2 separate regions of the Gossypium hirsutum genome follow, and region 2 is linked to region 1. The links are chromatin contacts, called in public Hi-C maps. All regions are on one chromosome and are shown on one strand. Each heading gives the region's core, a stretch centred on a gene start, on an enhancer-like site or on the middle of the called end of the contact. The rest is flanking DNA. Distances are from core to core; before and after follow the strand shown. Region 1 has its middle 3.2 kb from the start of LOC107947401. Region 2 holds the start of LOC121224634.

Region 1 (3,987 bases), core at 1,065-3,564:
AACTCGGATGATATGGATTGAAAATAAAAAGGATATTTGGCTATTCGGTTAAATGAGAAAAATCGACACCCAGTACCTTAGGGCACGTTTTCTCGAATTTCTCAAACGCAAAACATTACCTTTTTTTGAATTTTTTTTAAAAGGATATTTAGCCATTTGGTTGAATGAAAAAAATCAACACCCAGCACCTTATGGCACGTTTTCTCGAATTTCACAAACGCAAAACATTGCCTTATTTTAAAATTTTTAAAAGAATATTTAGCCATTTGGTTGAATGAGAAAAATCGACACTCAACACCTTAAGACATGTTTTCTCGAATTTCTCAAACGTAAAACATTGCCTTATTTTAAAATTTTTTAAAAGGATATTTAGTCATTTGGTTGAACGAGAAAAATCGACACCGAGCACCTTAGGGCACGTTTTCTCGAATTTCCCAAACGCAAAACATTGCCTTATTTTAAAAATTTTTTAAAAGTATATTTAGCCATTTGGTTGAACGAGAAAAATCGACATCCAGCAGCTTAGGGCACGTTTTCTCGAATTTCCCAAACGCAAAACATTACCTTATTTTAAAAATTTTATTCTTGATAAATCCGAGTAAAATGTAAGATAATGATAATAATGATAATGTAAATAACACAAGTAAAATAAGAAAAGATAAATAAATAAAATGGCAAATATATAATGAAAAGAAATCAACAAATAAAAGTAAATAAAAAAATTAAAGCACTTAAATAAAATAAAAATAATAATGCGCATGTAAATAAATAAATAAATTAACACCAAATGAAACAATAATAGTGAATAACATTATAATATTTATATATATAGGTATATATATAAATTATGAAAATAGAAGTAATAAAAACATATATATGTAAAAATATGTATTATTTATAAAAACTAGAAATATGTACATTATTATAAATATATGCGTGTATAAATAAATTATAAAAAAGTAAGTGTATATGTATACATATATATATTACAAATAGTATGTATGTAAATATATAGAAACATATATGTATATATAAAAAGAAATACACGTATATATATAAGACCAATTATAATAATAATAATAAGTAATAATATTACAAAAATAACAATATGATATAAAAATAGAATAGTAAACAGATAAATATAAAAATAAAATACAACAATAAAACAGATGGACTAAATAGGGATAAAAACAAAAGTACTGGGCAAAATCGAAATAAAAAAACAAAAAAAAGGACTAAATTAAAATGGAAACGAAATCTCAGGGCCGAAATCAAAAATAAAACAGAGTAAGGGATCAAAATGTAATGCGCGCGAAAAATAGAGTGGCCAGTTAGGAAATTATCCCTATTAATCGAACGGCGCCGTTCTACCAAGGCCCAGGCGCATTGTTCCTGGACTAAATTGAAACGGATGCGAAAATTTGTGGCCAAAATTGTAAAAAAAATAAAGAAACCGCCTTGAACACACCACAAAAGTGGATGGACTTATTGCAAAAATATCCCATTTTTAGAAAACGCGCGGATCCTCCCCCTGTGTCGGGTCACCGCGCGGGTCAGGGGCGTCTCAAAATGGCGCCGTTTCAATTTGGGTATTTAAACCCAAATTTTCTGATACCCTCATTTTAGCCACCATCTTTTTAAAAAAAACTTCAGAAACTTTTCTTTTTCTCTCAACCCTCCGGCCACCGCCGCTCTGTCGCCGTGACCCAAGGCCGACGTCGCACAGAACAGGTTTTTCAGCCTTCGTTAAAAGTCATCCTTGAGAGTCATGCTCGCTCGACTCGCCAGACCGAAGAAAAGAGGGCTTCAATCTCCCTTAGGCCCGAATCGGACACGGAGAAGAAACCCTCCGACGGCGAGGTTGCGGTCGGCTCGGTAAGTCCCTTTTTTTTATTTTTAAAAGAAAAAAATCGAAAATAAAGATTATTTTTATGAAAAGTGAAAGAAGAACAGAGGAGTAAAAGGCAAAAATCACCTTCAATGGTTTTGTTTGCTTTTGATTTCTCAAAATGTTTGTAAAATAGGGGAAGCCGAAGCCCTTACACTGATAATCTCTGGCTTTTTATAGCCCAAAAATTACATTTTTCTATTATTTTCTATTTTTCTTCTGTTGTTTGGTTGCTTTCTTTGTTTTCTTCCTTGCAGGTGACGGCGCAAGTGGTGGGTCGACGTGACTGCGGGCGGCGCCGATGGGACGGTGGCAGCGTCAGAAGGCCGAAAGTCAAGGGGCGGCAGTGCCTAGGTACGGCGCTAGGGTGTCTTTTCTGAAACCCTAGCCTGATTTTTTTGGGGGGAAATTGGGCTGGTTGGGCTTTAATGTATTGGGCTCTGGGGGTGTATTGAGCTGGTAGCTGGGTTAGGTTTAGGTGGGCTTTGGGTATTTATTTTGCAATTGGGCCCTGGGCAAATTTTTGGGTTTGTACAATTTGTATCGTACGTAAATTAAGAAATTATTTGCATGGGAAGAAATATCTAATGGAAACCTAAATGTATACTCTGTTTTGCTTTAAATTTATTATAATAATAATAAATAATAAAGAGAAACTAAGAAAAGAAAAACAATGTAAAGACATGGTTAAAATGCTAGATTTATGGATCTGAAGTCGGGTAGAGAGAAGGCAGGATTTTGTTGAGGCAGCTGTTGTACTTGAATGGCCTTTCAAGTTGAACGATATGTCCTGACTTGTCTATGTACTCTACACTCGCTTTCTCCCCTATTTGCCTGTCAACAATCACAACCCTCATTCCTCCTTTCAACAACAAACTAAATCATAAATGTGTACTTACTTTGCAAGTAGCGGGCATTCTTCACCTCAAAAATCTTGTCATTCTTTCCCCACAAAACATGTATCCTCTGCCACCAATTTCTATATATTAGTTCACTTCTCACAACCCAACACTACATTAATAGGGATTTTTACTAAAATAATACAAAAGAAATAATTTTTTTACCAAAATAATAAAAAAAAGGCTGAAGGAGGGTAATGGAAAGGCGGCACCAAAGGTTCCTTTTCGATAGGTGGCACCGATGGTGCCTTTTTCATAGGCGGCACAGGACTAAAATGTAATGATATGTAGTTTCAAGGACCTCACATGCAAATTTACCATTTTAAATTTTGAAAGTGAATTGGTGCCGCCTGTGGGTGTGGCGGCACTAAAGTTGAAACGTGACTAATTGCCTTCTAAGCCCTCCTTATTTATTATTTTCCTTTTATTCTCCTTCAACTCACTTTTTTATTTAATAAACAAGCTCTCAACTTATTTTTGTAGTTAAATAAGCTCTTAATCTATGATTTTTACTCATAAAAGCCCTTTTATTTTATTATTAAAGTAAATATATTTTACCTAATGTACTAAAGCTAAAAAAATATAAACTAATTCGCATTTTTTCTATTTAAAAAATAAAAAAATTTACTAAATTTGATGAGAATAGTTTATAATTATAATTTAATTTTTCTATTTGGGTTACATTTATGGGTGATCAGTTTATTATTACTTTTGGTTTTTCAATAAAGCATGCCTGGTATTTCTATTAATTTTTTAATTAAATCTAATATTAGTTAAGTGATAATTAAGATACTTAGAATTCTAGTTAAGTAATATCTATATTTTACTTTAATAAAAGTAGCATCGTCAAATTTTTAACTAATAACAATAAATTATAATTATAATTATCACAATTTTTTTTGTCTTTTTCCTTTATTTTATGCTTAGAGTTCTATTTAAATAACAATTCTATTTTAAAATTAGCACAATATTTTTAATAATAATTGCAGTTTAAATTATAATTATTTTGAAATATATAATTCTCACAACTTCTATTAAATTATAATTATTTTTAAATTTATAAAGAGTATTTATATATAAAAAATATTTTTATTTAATTAAAAAACTTGAATTCTTATTATTTTAAATTCATCCAATTATATTCAATGATTTTATAGATTTATAGTTTTATTAATTAATAATATATTATGTTTTTTTTAA
Region 2 (3,987 bases), core at 630-3,129, 36 kb before region 1:
AACTATAATCTCGCTATCTCTCGGACTGACACTCCACAACGTTGGCAAGGTTCTTCGTAGCACTCCGCCATGAAGTTATCGACCTCATCCGGTCTAAGTTTCGCTACTTAGGTGGTCACCACTGATATAGTCTCCCAAACTAATCCAGTTTGCCAAACTAGGGTGTGAAAAAAAATAATTTTCTAAAGTTATAGAAAAATTATATTATTTATAAGAAGTGTTATGGAAGTTTTGGACAATTTATAAATTTTTTTCTAAAGATCATATATTATAAATTTTATATTATTTTTTACTTAATTTACATATTATAAAAATAGATTTAACCTAGCATAAGTTTTTCTCCAAATTAAGTTATATAAATTTTTATAATTAAAGCTACAAACTATTTGGACTAGACCTTAGCATGGGTTGGGCCAGACCGATGTAAAATTTTAGGCCCATTTCTATGCTCGGGCCCGGTCTGACCCAAAAAATGAGCTTAAAATTTTGTCCAAGTCTGGCCCAAATTAAAAATGCTAAATCCAAGCCTGATCCAACTCGTCTGTATTAAGTTTTTTATATAAAACAAATTTAAAAAATATAATATTTTAAATACACTAAAAACATTAAAATAATATTTTTCAACAAATTGAAAATACATTTAAAAAAAACTATAATTAAAAAAATACTAAGATAGTTGCAACTTAACAAGCAAGTGCCTCTAAAATAGTAGCAAAATTAACAATAAAACAATAGTTATACAATATCAAAACAATGACAACAAAATAGTAGCAATATAATATCGAAATGGCAACAAAACAACAACAAACAACAATAGAAAAAAAAGTATAAGCTGATTAGAGTCGATCCCGGGCCAAAAAATCCTACCGAGCCCTAGCCCGTTTAAAAAACAACCTTTTTTGTCCAAGCCCATTTTTTGGGCCTACATTTTTGTCGAAATCCTCCCACTTTTCGAGCAGAACTTCGGGCCTAGGTGGGTGGTCCAGCCCATGATCAAATCTAATTTGGACTATAAACTCATATATTATAAGGTTGATGCTAATTATGAAAATAGAAAAGGTTCTCTTGCACGATATCGTGAGGTTTGATACCATTTGAGAAAACAGTGCCAAACACAAACACCATAGACAACTCACAAGCTCTTTAATTTTAAACATTCAATGTTTCGAAATGTAGTTGATAAGACAATTGTTGTTTTAAAAAACATTTCTCATATTAACATTATCTTAGTATAGCATAAAAATCAAGGTTGAATCTTACTAGCATGTTGTATGTTTCATAACTACAACCATAGAGGGAATTGAGACGATCCATACTGCATAGAGTACATGGAAGAAAGAGATCTTGATAATTTTAATGATGCGGATTCAAATTCAGATGATGATGACTTGGTTAAGGACCAACATATAATGATAAGGAGTACATGTTAAATATTAAAGAGGGAATAACCCAATAAACATGCACCATAGCAATTAGATAAAATTGCATATGATATTTACTTTTCTTGTTATTTTTATTAGTTATCATATTATCAACTATTTTTTTATACTAACATAACATATAATTTTTGCTACTTGTTTAAAAAAAATTATCTTAAAAATTATTTTTATCATACTAATAATTTTTATAGTAATTAATATTTTAAAAATATAAATGCTATAACTTTGTAATTACAACTTTTACTATCAAACATTATATGAGAAATTACGATATAATTACACTCTGTTAATCAAACACGACTAAAGAATTATAATTCTTCGTAATTACAAAAACTACCTTAATAATTAGTATACTAATAATTACACTTTCATCTAATTAATTTACTCTCCAAACATGCCCTAAATATATTATAAAAAGAATAAATAATCAAGGGAAGCATGGGTGGTACCAAGCTACTTTTCTTACTGGAAAACCTGCCTAATCTATGACTAGTCACACGACACGGTTTCAAAATTGAAACACGTAATTCATGCGCCCGTCTATGGCGGCTACAATTCAAAAGTTCGATCTCATATTTCAACTCATCTTCTTCCAACAACGAAACTCTAGCAAATCAAACAAAATCCAGGAAAACCCGAATTCAGAAACGAAAACAAGATTTCTATTTTCTTTCATTTTGGGAATTAATCAAGAAAATGGAGACGGTGATGGAAGATGAAGAGTACAATTACAGAGAAGTAAATTTGCCTTCGCTGATCCCAGTAGTCCCAGAGCCAGCACTAGAGAGGGAAACAGGGGAGAGAAGGAGAGGCCGAGATATACTCATTGCTATTGATCACGGTCCCAAGAGCAAACACGCCTTTGATTGGGCTCTTATTCACTTCCTCAGGCTTGCTGATACCATCCATCTTGTCCATGCTGTTTCCAGTTATAACTTATGTCATGGAAAATAATCGATTTCTAGATTATTATCTTACTTATTTCTCAAATTCCTTTCTGGGTTTTTTTCTTTATAGGTGTCAGAAACGATGTGGTTTATGAAACTAGTCAAGCTCTTATGGAGAAGTTAGCTGTCGAGGCTTTTGAGGTTGCCATGGTTAGTTCTTCATCTTTTATTATCATTTGCATCATTAGTATGGAATTGTTATTGCGAGATCATTATGTCTGTTGTGTGGACATTTTAACTTAGGTTGATTATTGAGCCATCCATCGTTGTGTCTATTATTTCCATAGATGAGTACATTGATATATTCGGATTACTGACAATTTCCATGGAATCAATTGTAATATCTACATATGTTTAGGTGCATAATGCAAAATAGAGGTTGGTTAGTTTCATTTCTAGAACTTTTAATAGCATTTATAGGGTACGTCCAAACTTCAAATATAAATCAACAACATTGACCAACTAAAATCTTGAACCATGATTTGATCTCCTATTTGCACCTAAAGTTTTAAATTGATCAATGTCAGTGTCGTCAATGGTGCAAGGAATAAACCCTCCAAGGCGCAAAAAGTGCATGTCTTTTTTTTTTGGTATACATGTATAAAAGAACCCTCGTTGGTCCATAGCCTTTCGAATATTCTGTCAAATGTCAAGATGGTTCACTGTTTTAGCTATTTAAAGGTTTAAGATGATCAATATGAACAGATTGTTTTTAATTTTTCAACGGGATATGCTAGTTAGAGTACACAATTATCTGTTGGTTTTGGCATTTATACATTATAATTGAATTAAACCTTAGGGTAGTGTTTCCTTTGCATGCCCCTAGTTCCAATATAGCTTTGAGAGTCAAAATTATTTGGTGTTTGGATTTTCAGAAATTTATAGTTTCTTCGAATTAGGTGAGGACTCAAGCTCGAATAGTTGAAGGGGATGCTGGTAAGGTAATTTGCAAGGAAGCAGAGAGGTTGAAGCCAGCAGCAGTGGTTATGGGAACTCGTGGTAGAAGCTTAAGTCAAAGGTCTGATTTAATCCTCAATTTCATGTTACATCTTTCTATATAGATGCTGGTGCTTGTTTTACTTTGCCATATGTTGCTCCGGTTCTTCACTTTTCTGAATGTTCTTATGTTTAACACCTGTGTTGGACGTATATCTACACATGAGTATGTGGCTATGCCTTAAAATATCCTCCAAATACATGGAAAAACTAAATGACTCCATTATTCCTTGCTCTTCTCTCATCATATTCATACCTTTGCAGTGTATTTCAAGGAAGTGTAAGCGAGTATTGCTTCCACAACTGCAAATCCGCACCTGTCATAATCGTACCTGGGAAAGGTACTAACCCTAATCAATAGAGTCCACTAGTTCTATTTCATTTGTATTCCTTGGAAACTTTGAATGATTGACACATTCTGTTTTTATAACTCGGCAGAAGCTGGAGATGAATCACTGATATAGTGGCAAAGGCAATGGTTAACTTGAGAAACCATTAGTCATGGAATCGATTTGTTTGCTTGTAGCACTGTATGTAAATATAGATTGCTTGGTTGTTTATTTGAATGTTTGCATGTTATGGCTGTGTTGCTTCAGAACCTCTTA

What was found. A called contact is a pair of places that touch in the nucleus more often than the background predicts.
Region 2: a contact with region 1 is called in a Hi-C map of leaf, with 2.4 times the contacts expected there. The contact joins the promoter of LOC121224634 here to the enhancer-like site in region 1. A contact is called at or near these places in 8 of 34 Hi-C or Micro-C datasets (hypocotyl, leaf and petal).

Annotation. Positions count from the first base shown.
Region 1 is chrD12:3,811,553-3,815,539 of Gossypium_hirsutum_v2.1, reverse strand. No RefSeq gene overlaps it. Among protein-coding and RNA genes, the nearest start is that of LOC107947401, 3.2 kb to the left of the region's middle. Within about 2 kb of position 2,314, at least 1 of the 9 cell types and tissues checked has an H3K27ac peak or open chromatin away from gene starts, as enhancers often do. A contact at or near this core is called in leaf, where this site is marked.
Region 2 is chrD12:3,846,917-3,850,903 of Gossypium_hirsutum_v2.1, reverse strand. It overlaps LOC121224634, which reads left to right and starts at 1,879. Exons shown (of 5, transcript XM_041108251.1): 1 at 1,879-2,367; 2 at 2,457-2,536; 3 at 3,286-3,404; 4 at 3,647-3,723; 5 at 3,821-3,987. The coding sequence starts at 2,136. The coding sequence ends at 3,846.